2 separate regions of the Pan troglodytes genome follow, and region 2 is linked to region 1. The links are chromatin contacts, called in public Hi-C maps. All regions are on one chromosome and are shown on one strand. The core of a region is the stretch at or near the end of the contact, and the rest is flanking DNA. Distances in the headings are between cores, read along the strand shown.

Region 1 (3,922 bases), core at 1,413-3,912:
AAATACTAACCCTATTACTGAATGTAATTGGAAACAATTATGTTTCATCAGTATACATGAGGATTGTTGTAGGATTCTTGTATATGATCTTTATCACATTATGGTAGCATCCTTTTACTACCAAGACTTTATTATTATCAAGAACGGGGTCAAATTTTATCAAATGCTTTTTAAGCATCTATTGAGATAACCAGGCATTCTTTCCTTTCGTGTGTGCTGAAGCAGTGAATCACATTAATAGGTGAGTATATGTTCAATCCTCTCTGCATTTCTGAGAAATGCTCTCCTTTGTGATGAAGTACCATTCTTTCCATATGGTACTGGCTTATTGAAAGTCAATGAACTTAGATTTTGAAAATCTATAGTTGAATTTAATATGCATCTGACTCTGCTCAAGTCACTTAGTTTTCATTAACCTTAATTCCCTCATGTGTAAAATGAGTACATTCTACACAAAGTAGCTATTAGAAGTATGTAAAATTGTTAAAATTCTTCTATAGTAAAAAAAAATCACAAATGTCATTTATTACTTAAACTTATTACTCAAGAGAACTGAGCAATTATACTTAAATCCCTCACATAGCAGGCAAGAGATACATGATATGGTATCTATGAGGATGAACTGAGTGCATTGAATCACCACTTTGGGCAGCTATACTTTATTCCAAAGGCTTAGCTCCATCAATTGAATGGATGAAGAGCCCAAGGCACACAGGTGGTACCTTAATTTTCCCCAAGATTGCATCAATGTTAGAAATACTATTAGAGATTTTTCAGTGAGTTCAGTGATCCCAGCCAATAATTATTAGCTAGTAGCTTGGCTACATCCTGAAGAATAAAGACTTTGATGATCACTTAGAAAGAAAATGGCCCGTGGGATATTTTGAAGACTGTCCACTAGATGGCATTACAAGCCTGTTGGAATTGTTTTAACTAGCCATTTCTTCACCAGTTAAATACTAATTAAAGATATTAGTAAATGGAAGTTAGTGACATAGCACTATCTTTGAAAAAGTTGTCTTTTCCTATTTGTTTGAATATAAGCTAAAGGTAGCAACTACATAAAGCCATCTAGGGACAGATTTACTTTAGCCCTCACTCAAAAGCAATTGCCTCTTTAAGGAAAGAATTAAACTACAGCAAATGGACAGGACTCTCAGAAGAACAAAAAGTCAAAGATACTTTATCAAGAAAACTAAACATATTTTTGTACTCAATTGAATTACCTAACTTCTTTGAGATAAGTGGATTCCAAAAAAAGCTTAGATAAGTATGTCAACGACAGCATTAAACATGGCTTTGAAAAAAGCTGGGTAGAATGACAATGATGAAATAATTTTAGGTTTAACTCAGAGGGTCACTTATTCTGTCACCTCTTTGGGATTGCTATTGGCAACAGAACACTTAAATGAATGGAATTTAGATCATAATAACAAATAATATAAGGATTATTCTTATTAATTTTTATGACAGGAACTAACTGAACTTAGAGCCAGGACTTTTGACAGGGATGCTAAGCATTTATCCACCCCCAAAAAACTGGCTTTTCTGTTTTATTCTAACACTTCATTCATCCCTCTGCACATTCCCACCTCTTCCTGTTCACTTTACTCACTTTTATATTACAGAAGGAGACACTTGGCCGGGCGCAGTGGCTCACACCTGTAATCTCAACGCTTTGGGAGGCTGAGGCAGGTGAATCATTTGAGACCAGTCTGGCCAACATGGCAAAACCTGGTCTTTGCTAAAAATATATAAAAAATTTGCTAAAAAATATAAAAAATTAGGCAGGAAGGGTGGCACACACCAGTAATCCCAGCTACTCAGGAGGCTGAGGAAGGAGAATCACTTGAATCCAGGAGGCAGAGGTTGCAGTGAGCCGAGATCACACCACTGCACTCCAGCCTGGGTGACAGAGCGAGACTCTATCTCAAAGAAAAAAAAAAGAGAAAAGAATGAGACACTTTACCTCTTTTACCTCTCTTTAATCCCTTGAGGAAGAAAGAACACACCCAAATCAGAAGCTCATACTTTTCAGAGTAAAGTAATCTATGGGTGCCACTTGGAGTCATGGGTGGAAATGCCTTCTTCAGTACATATACTGGCACCTTCAGCTGTCAGCACAGCTCATGTCCTGTCCTCATACTTTGAATATTCTTATTACAGGCTTGAGACACTTGCCTAATAGGTTTCAAATGGCTCTCTTTACAGTGGTGAAATAGTAGATACTTCATCAACAATTATTTTATGATTTTTATAAGTGGACATGCCTAACAAGGAAGAGATTACTTTCCAATAGCTAGGGAGTCTTGGGAAAGAAGAAAAAATACCCCAAAGACATAATGTATCATAATCTCATTACCTAGAGTCAAAATCTCATAGACCTCAGGAAACCTGAGAGAATTAACACAATCTTCCAGTGTTAAAATTTTAGCTTCAAACTTTACCTCACAGTTTGGGGAATTCTGTCTTGCCAGTTAATGAGTAAATGGTCAACATTTTAAGACATGCCACTCTACTGAAATCAAAGTTCAAGTAGAAAGTTCTCAGTCATATTGCCTAGTTTACAAGTGTTGAGTCATGCTGACTAAGGGGCAGGGGTGCAGAGAGGTAGAGGGGAGGGAGTCACGCCTTCACAGAGATCATGTGAATAGCAACTGCTCTATTCTAGGACTGGAGAGCTCTCCCGGGCCCTGGTCAGAGTTGCTAACCAATAGGAAAGGGAGAAGCTATAACTGCCCCTTTTAATTCAGTTGGAGAAAAATGTTTGGAATGTTATTTATGTAACTGTGACCTTAATTCAGTACAACATGCCCAGGCAGGTAAGACAAAATCTACCATCAAGTAGGTAGATGTCTGAAGGGTGTACTTTTAACTTTTCAAATACAGAACTACTTATCGTGGAATAATACTGTCATGGACACAAAGTGAGACTATGATGTGATGTGATTCACTTTAAAAACATCAACAAGCATAACAGAATGGCACATACTCCATAACTCTTTTCAGAACACTTCTTGATGAATCTTGATAATTCTTGTCTTTTTGATATAGGATTTAAAAAGAAATTATTTAGGCAGATAGTGAGGGTAAGGAAGTCCTTGGCAAGGTTTTTCTTTTACTGAAAATCAGCCCCAAAATCATTTTCTTCTTTTTCAAAGAGCAGCCTGTAGAGTGGAGCCACAGACATTGACAAGTAAGCTAGAAGCTTGCATGGGTGAATGCCGGCAGTTGTGCCAGTAGAAAAAGGCTACCTGGGATTAGGCATGATCAAAATGGCAGCTCCACCTTCCCTTTCTCCTTGCCAGCCACGTGTACAGTAAGGAGCAGACAAGATGGGCTGGCCAAGTGGAAAGCCCATTTGTATAATAGGATTAGGGTGGGGCAACTGGCCTTTCCTGCAAGCTCTGTAAAAGTCACACCTGGTTGAACAAATCTGGGCCCTACATAAATCAGACACTGCCTCCTGAAGCCTGCCTATAAAATCTGTTGCAGTTTGCCGCAGGCTGGCTTTTCCCTTTTGGACATATCTCTCTGCTCTTCTCTCTCCTTTCTTCTGCCTATTAAACTTTCTACTCCTTAACCCACCCACATGTGTCTGTGTCCTTAATCTTCTTGGTGCCAGACAATGAACCCTGGGTACTTACCCCAGACAATGGTGCCACTTCATTTTGAGAATAGATTTGAGTTTTGGAAACAGCTGCAATGTAGGAAGCTTGGAGGAGATGGAGAGAATCACTTAGCTGAATAATTGGAAAGGTAGAAGCTACACTGCTTGATCTTTTTTTGTTTTTCCATTTTCAAATAGGAGCTTCTTTAGATTTTTCTAAGATTGACTCTGCCTGTGGTAAGGGTAGCTTGAGATGTAGAGTTGTTACGTGTGATATGGTAATATGTGCTTCTCTCCCAGTGAAAGTATTCC
Region 2 (4,432 bases), core at 1,420-3,919, 330 kb before region 1:
ATTCAAGTGATTCTCCTGCCTCAATCTCCTGAGTAGCTGGGATTACAGGCATGCACCACCATGCCCAGCTAATTTTTTGCATTTTTAGTAGAGATGGGGCTTCTCCATGTTGGCCAGGCTGGTCTCGAACTCCCGACCTCAGGTGATCTGCCTGCCTCGATCTCCCAAAATGCTGGGATTACAGGTGTGAGCCAGCACGCCTGGCCCTTTTTTGTTTTTGTTTTTAAGAGACAAGGTCTCCTATGTTGTCCAGGCTGTTCTTGATCCTCCCATCTCTGCCTTTCAAGTAGCTGGGATGGTAGATGCATGCCACTATGCCTGGCTGCTCACCAAGCCCCTTTGTTTCCGTATTAGATGTTCTGCTTAAAGTGAAGTTGTAAAGTGAGCACCTGGGCCAAAGCCTGGGCAGAGTGTGTGGCAGTGATTCCTCTGCAGGGGGCTGCATGCTTGTTTGCCTAGGGCAGCCTGGCTTTCACCTGCTGTCCTAGGCTTCTCTGCAGTTGGTACTTCTCTGTCACTGGTACTCTCTGGAATAACCGTATAATTTATGGTACAACTGGCACACATAAATTTTGTGGTTATTCCAGAGAGGGTACCCTTGTGAGCCCTGAGTGGGGCTGAGTCCTCACTGGAACATTCCCCAGGCCCTGGGAGGGTCCTTCAGGGCCAGATCACAAGGACACCAGGTGCCGATTTCAGCATTCTGAGGTCAGAGAAATCAGAGGACAGAAATTACACGGCTTCCAGGCCCTCCTTTCCCCTGGCAAATGTAGTCATAGAGGAGAGCTGGGGAGGGAGGTAGGACCTGGGAAATCTGAAAGGCAGCCATTTTTACTTAGAGTGAAAATTACCTGAGAGCACAGTTTTAAGGTTTTGCCTTAGATCGGATTGAATCTGTTGTTTTACCTTTGTATGCCCAGTGGATGGGGACTCTTGAGAAAAACTGGATTAGTTACAGAGAAGATATACTTCACTTCTTCTGCAACATAGAGCACTAGGTGAGCAAATTTTGTAGGCTTGTCAATGAACAATTACTTTTTCCTACAGCTTCTTTGTGTCTTCACTGTGCTTTCATTCCTAAAGTCTCTCCAGCTATTTAGACAAGGTCACCGTGAGCCTCATAGCTTATGGTCAACACTTTTCTAAAAATATTTAGCACCAAAATGAAGCTGGGACAGTCCTCATTTTTCACTACTTTACATTTTCCTACTCATTCAATACTGACCACAGAGATAGGTAATACTTCATATATGGGCAGAGTCCACTTTATATCTATAATCCCTTTAAGAAGTGATCTTCAGGCTGGGCATGGTGGCTCACACCTGTAATCCCACCACTTTGGGAGGCTCAGGCGGGTGGATCACATGAGGCCAGGAGTTCAAAACAAGCCTGGCCAACATGGCGAAACCCCATCTCTACTGAAAATATAAAAAATTAGCTGGGCATGGTGGCAGGCACCTGTAATCCCAGTTACTCAGGAGGCTGAGGCAGGAGAATTGCTTGAACCCGGGAGGTGGTGGCTGCAGTGAGCCGAGATTGTGCCACTGCACTCCAGCCTGGGCAACAAGAGTGAATTCACTAATCTTTTTTTTTTTTTTTTTTTTGAGATGGAGTTTCGCTCTTGTTTCGGCTCCCTGCAACCTTTGAATGCCTCCTGCATTCAAGTGATTCTTGTGCCTCAGCCTCCCGAGTAGCTGAGACCACAGGCATGCACCACCAGGGCTGGCTAATTTTTGTATTTTTTTGGTAGAGATAGGGGTTTCACCATGTTGGCCAGGCTGGTGTTGAACTCCTGACCTCAAGTGATCTGCCTGCCTCAGCCTCCAAAAGTGCTAGGATTACAGGCATGAGGCACCATGCCTGGCCCGTTGAGCCCCTTTTGCGGCTCCTTCCTCCACCCTTCCCCTTCCTCTGGCTACACTGATTTTCTTCAGGTCCCTTCTAACATCCCAACATGCTTCTCCTAACCTAGACCCTAGACCTTATATTCAAGCTGCTTCCCCCTCTGGACTTTCTCCTTCTCCTCCTTTTTTCTTTTTATTCCACTCATCCTTCAATTTCAGCCTTAACCACCACCTCCAAGAAGACTTCTTTGACCTGACAAGGTCAGATTCTGTATTATAGGCTCTCATAGCATTTATTTAAAAATTTTTTTAATTTTTATTTTTTTAAGAGAAAGGGTTTTGTTCTCTTGCCCAGGCTGGAGTGCAGTGGTATGATTGTAGCTCACTGCAGTCTTGAACTCCTGGGCTCAGGCAATCCTCCTGCCTCAGCTTCCCAATTAGGACTAGAGGCGTGTACCACCATGCCCTAATTAAAAAATTTTTTTGTAGGCATTGTGTCTCACTGTGTTGCCCAGGCTGGTCTTGAACTTTTGACCTCCAGCCATCCTTCCTTCTGAACCTCCCAAAGTGCTGGGATTACAGGTGTGAGCCAGCACCCGGCCTCTCAGCGTTTCATCACATTTTTGAGTTCTGGTATTATACTTACTAATAAGATTATTTAATGCCTGCCTTTTTCACTGTACTGTAAGTTCCATGAGAACAAGGCATTTTCTGATTTTGCTCACTTTGCTCACTGTTGAATCTCTAATACCTAGCACAGTGCCTGGCCCTGACTTCAGTAAGTGCTGTGCGTTCCTGAAACCTGAAATGAGATTTTTGTGGCAAGAGCAGTGGCCTGTTCCATTTGGCGACAAGAGGGGGCAGCAGAGAGCTACCAGAGTAGAGGCCTCTAGTTTATCTTTTGGGTTAGCAAATCTAGTTTGTCAGGCTGTTTAATCAGGAGTGGAGGAGAGGGTGGAATGTCGAAGGGGAATCCAAGAAGCAAAAGAACAGGGATTATCCAGAAGAAAAATGGAGTGAAAGGGAGTTAGCTGGAAAGGGATCTCAGCTGTGAGTGGTACACAGTCCGTGGCGGGGCATCCTGCTTCTCTCTAGGCCTTTCGAGGGTTGGAAAGCATCCTGCCCCAGTATACCTGAAGGCCCTAACGATGCAGACAGATGTGGTATAGGAAGAGGAGAGAACAATTACTTCTTGCTGGTAGCAGCTTCATTTTGGAAGCTTCTGCATGGCAGGTGTGTAGTGCTCCTATCCATTGCACAGCACATAGGACCATGAGATTGGGCTGCGGGACACAGGGAAGAAGTAGGGAGGGATGGAAACTAACATTTCCTAAGTAGCTTCTGTGTTACAGGCACAAAGGAGTCCAATATGGCCAGTATTTTCCTTATTTGAAACATGAGGGTCATGGCTGAGAGAGTTACAGTAATTTGCCCAAATCATATTGTGGCTAAACTCAGTTTTTAACCCTAATTCCCATGGCTTAAAAACCCATGTTCTTTCTCATATACTCTGGTGTCTTCTTAAAGATTTTAGTAATGGTTTTTTTTTTTTTCCTTTTGAAATGGAGTCTTTCTCTGTCACCCAGGCTGTAGTGCAGTGGTGCGATCTTGGCTCACTGCAACCTCCACCTCCTGGGTTCAAGCAAGTCTCCTGCCTCAGTCTCCTGAGTAGCTGGGATTACAGGCATGTACCACCATGCCCAGCTAATTTTTGTATTTTTAGTAGAGATAGGGTTTCACCATGTTGGCCAGGCTGGTCTCAAACTCCTAACCTCAAATGATCCACCCGCTTCGGCCTTCAATAGTGCTAGGATTACAGGCGGGAGCCACCACCCTCGGCCAGTAATGGCTCTTTTTTTTTTTTTTTTTTTTTTTTTACTTGGTGTGCCTAAAGAGAAATAGACCCTTCTCAGTCATGGGCCATATTGGTAGATTCAAAATCTATACTAGAACTGTTATCCCTATTTTTAGATTTGTTGGCCTGTGAGAAATTTATTAATGTAAATATAAAATGTTGCATTTTAGGCTAACAGCATATAATCTCTGATTGTCAACAATAACTCAGAATTTGAAATGTCCAAGTTCTGTATGGCATGCCTGTGAGGGTCAAAAACTGCAAGAATTGGTCTGGGAATGGTGGCTCACACCTGTAATCCCAGCACTTTGGGAGATGGAGGAAGGAGGATCACTTAAGCCCAGGAGTTCAAGACTAGCCTGGGCAACATAGTGAGACCCTATTTCTACAACAAATTTGAAATATTAGCTGGGCATAGTGGCATGAACCTGTAGTCCTATCTACTCAGGAGGCTGAGGAAGGAGGATCACTTGAGCCCAGGAGGTCAAGGCTGCAGTGAGCTATGATTGTGCCACTGTACCATGGCTTGGGTGACAGAGTGAGACCCTTTATAAAAAAAAAAAATTGTAAGAATTGTCATCTTGATTTTATATCAAGGATACAAACTTATGGGGAGGGTTTTTGGTCAAAGTGTTAATCAAGTGAATACCAGCATAGGGAATAGGATCTCTGCTCCTGGATCATAAGCCAAAATGAGAAGCGCCATAAAGTGAGTTAAAGAATTTCTGAATCG

Evidence for each region. A called contact is a pair of places that touch in the nucleus more often than the background predicts.
Region 2: a contact with region 1 is called in a Hi-C map of induced pluripotent stem cells, with 4 times the contacts expected there. The contact joins two enhancer-like sites. A contact is called at or near these places in 4 of 7 Hi-C or Micro-C datasets (blood, induced pluripotent stem cells and stem cell-derived neural progenitor cells).

What each region holds. Positions count from the first base shown.
Region 1 is chr7:41,488,836-41,492,757 of NHGRI_mPanTro3-v2.0_pri, reverse strand. No RefSeq gene overlaps it. Among named protein-coding and RNA genes, the nearest start is that of FUT10, 380 kb to the left of the region's middle. Within about 2 kb of position 2,662, at least 2 of the 24 cell types and tissues checked have an H3K27ac peak or open chromatin away from gene starts, as enhancers often do. A contact at or near this core is called in induced pluripotent stem cells, where this site is marked.
Region 2 is chr7:41,816,343-41,820,774 of NHGRI_mPanTro3-v2.0_pri, reverse strand. The region is part of intron 3 of FUT10 (fucosyltransferase 10); the gene reads left to right. It also overlaps the pseudogene LOC134810848. Among named protein-coding and RNA genes, the nearest start is that of FUT10, 48 kb to the left of the region's middle. Within about 2 kb of position 2,669, at least 1 of the 24 cell types and tissues checked has an H3K27ac peak or open chromatin away from gene starts, as enhancers often do. A contact at or near this core is called in induced pluripotent stem cells, where this site is marked.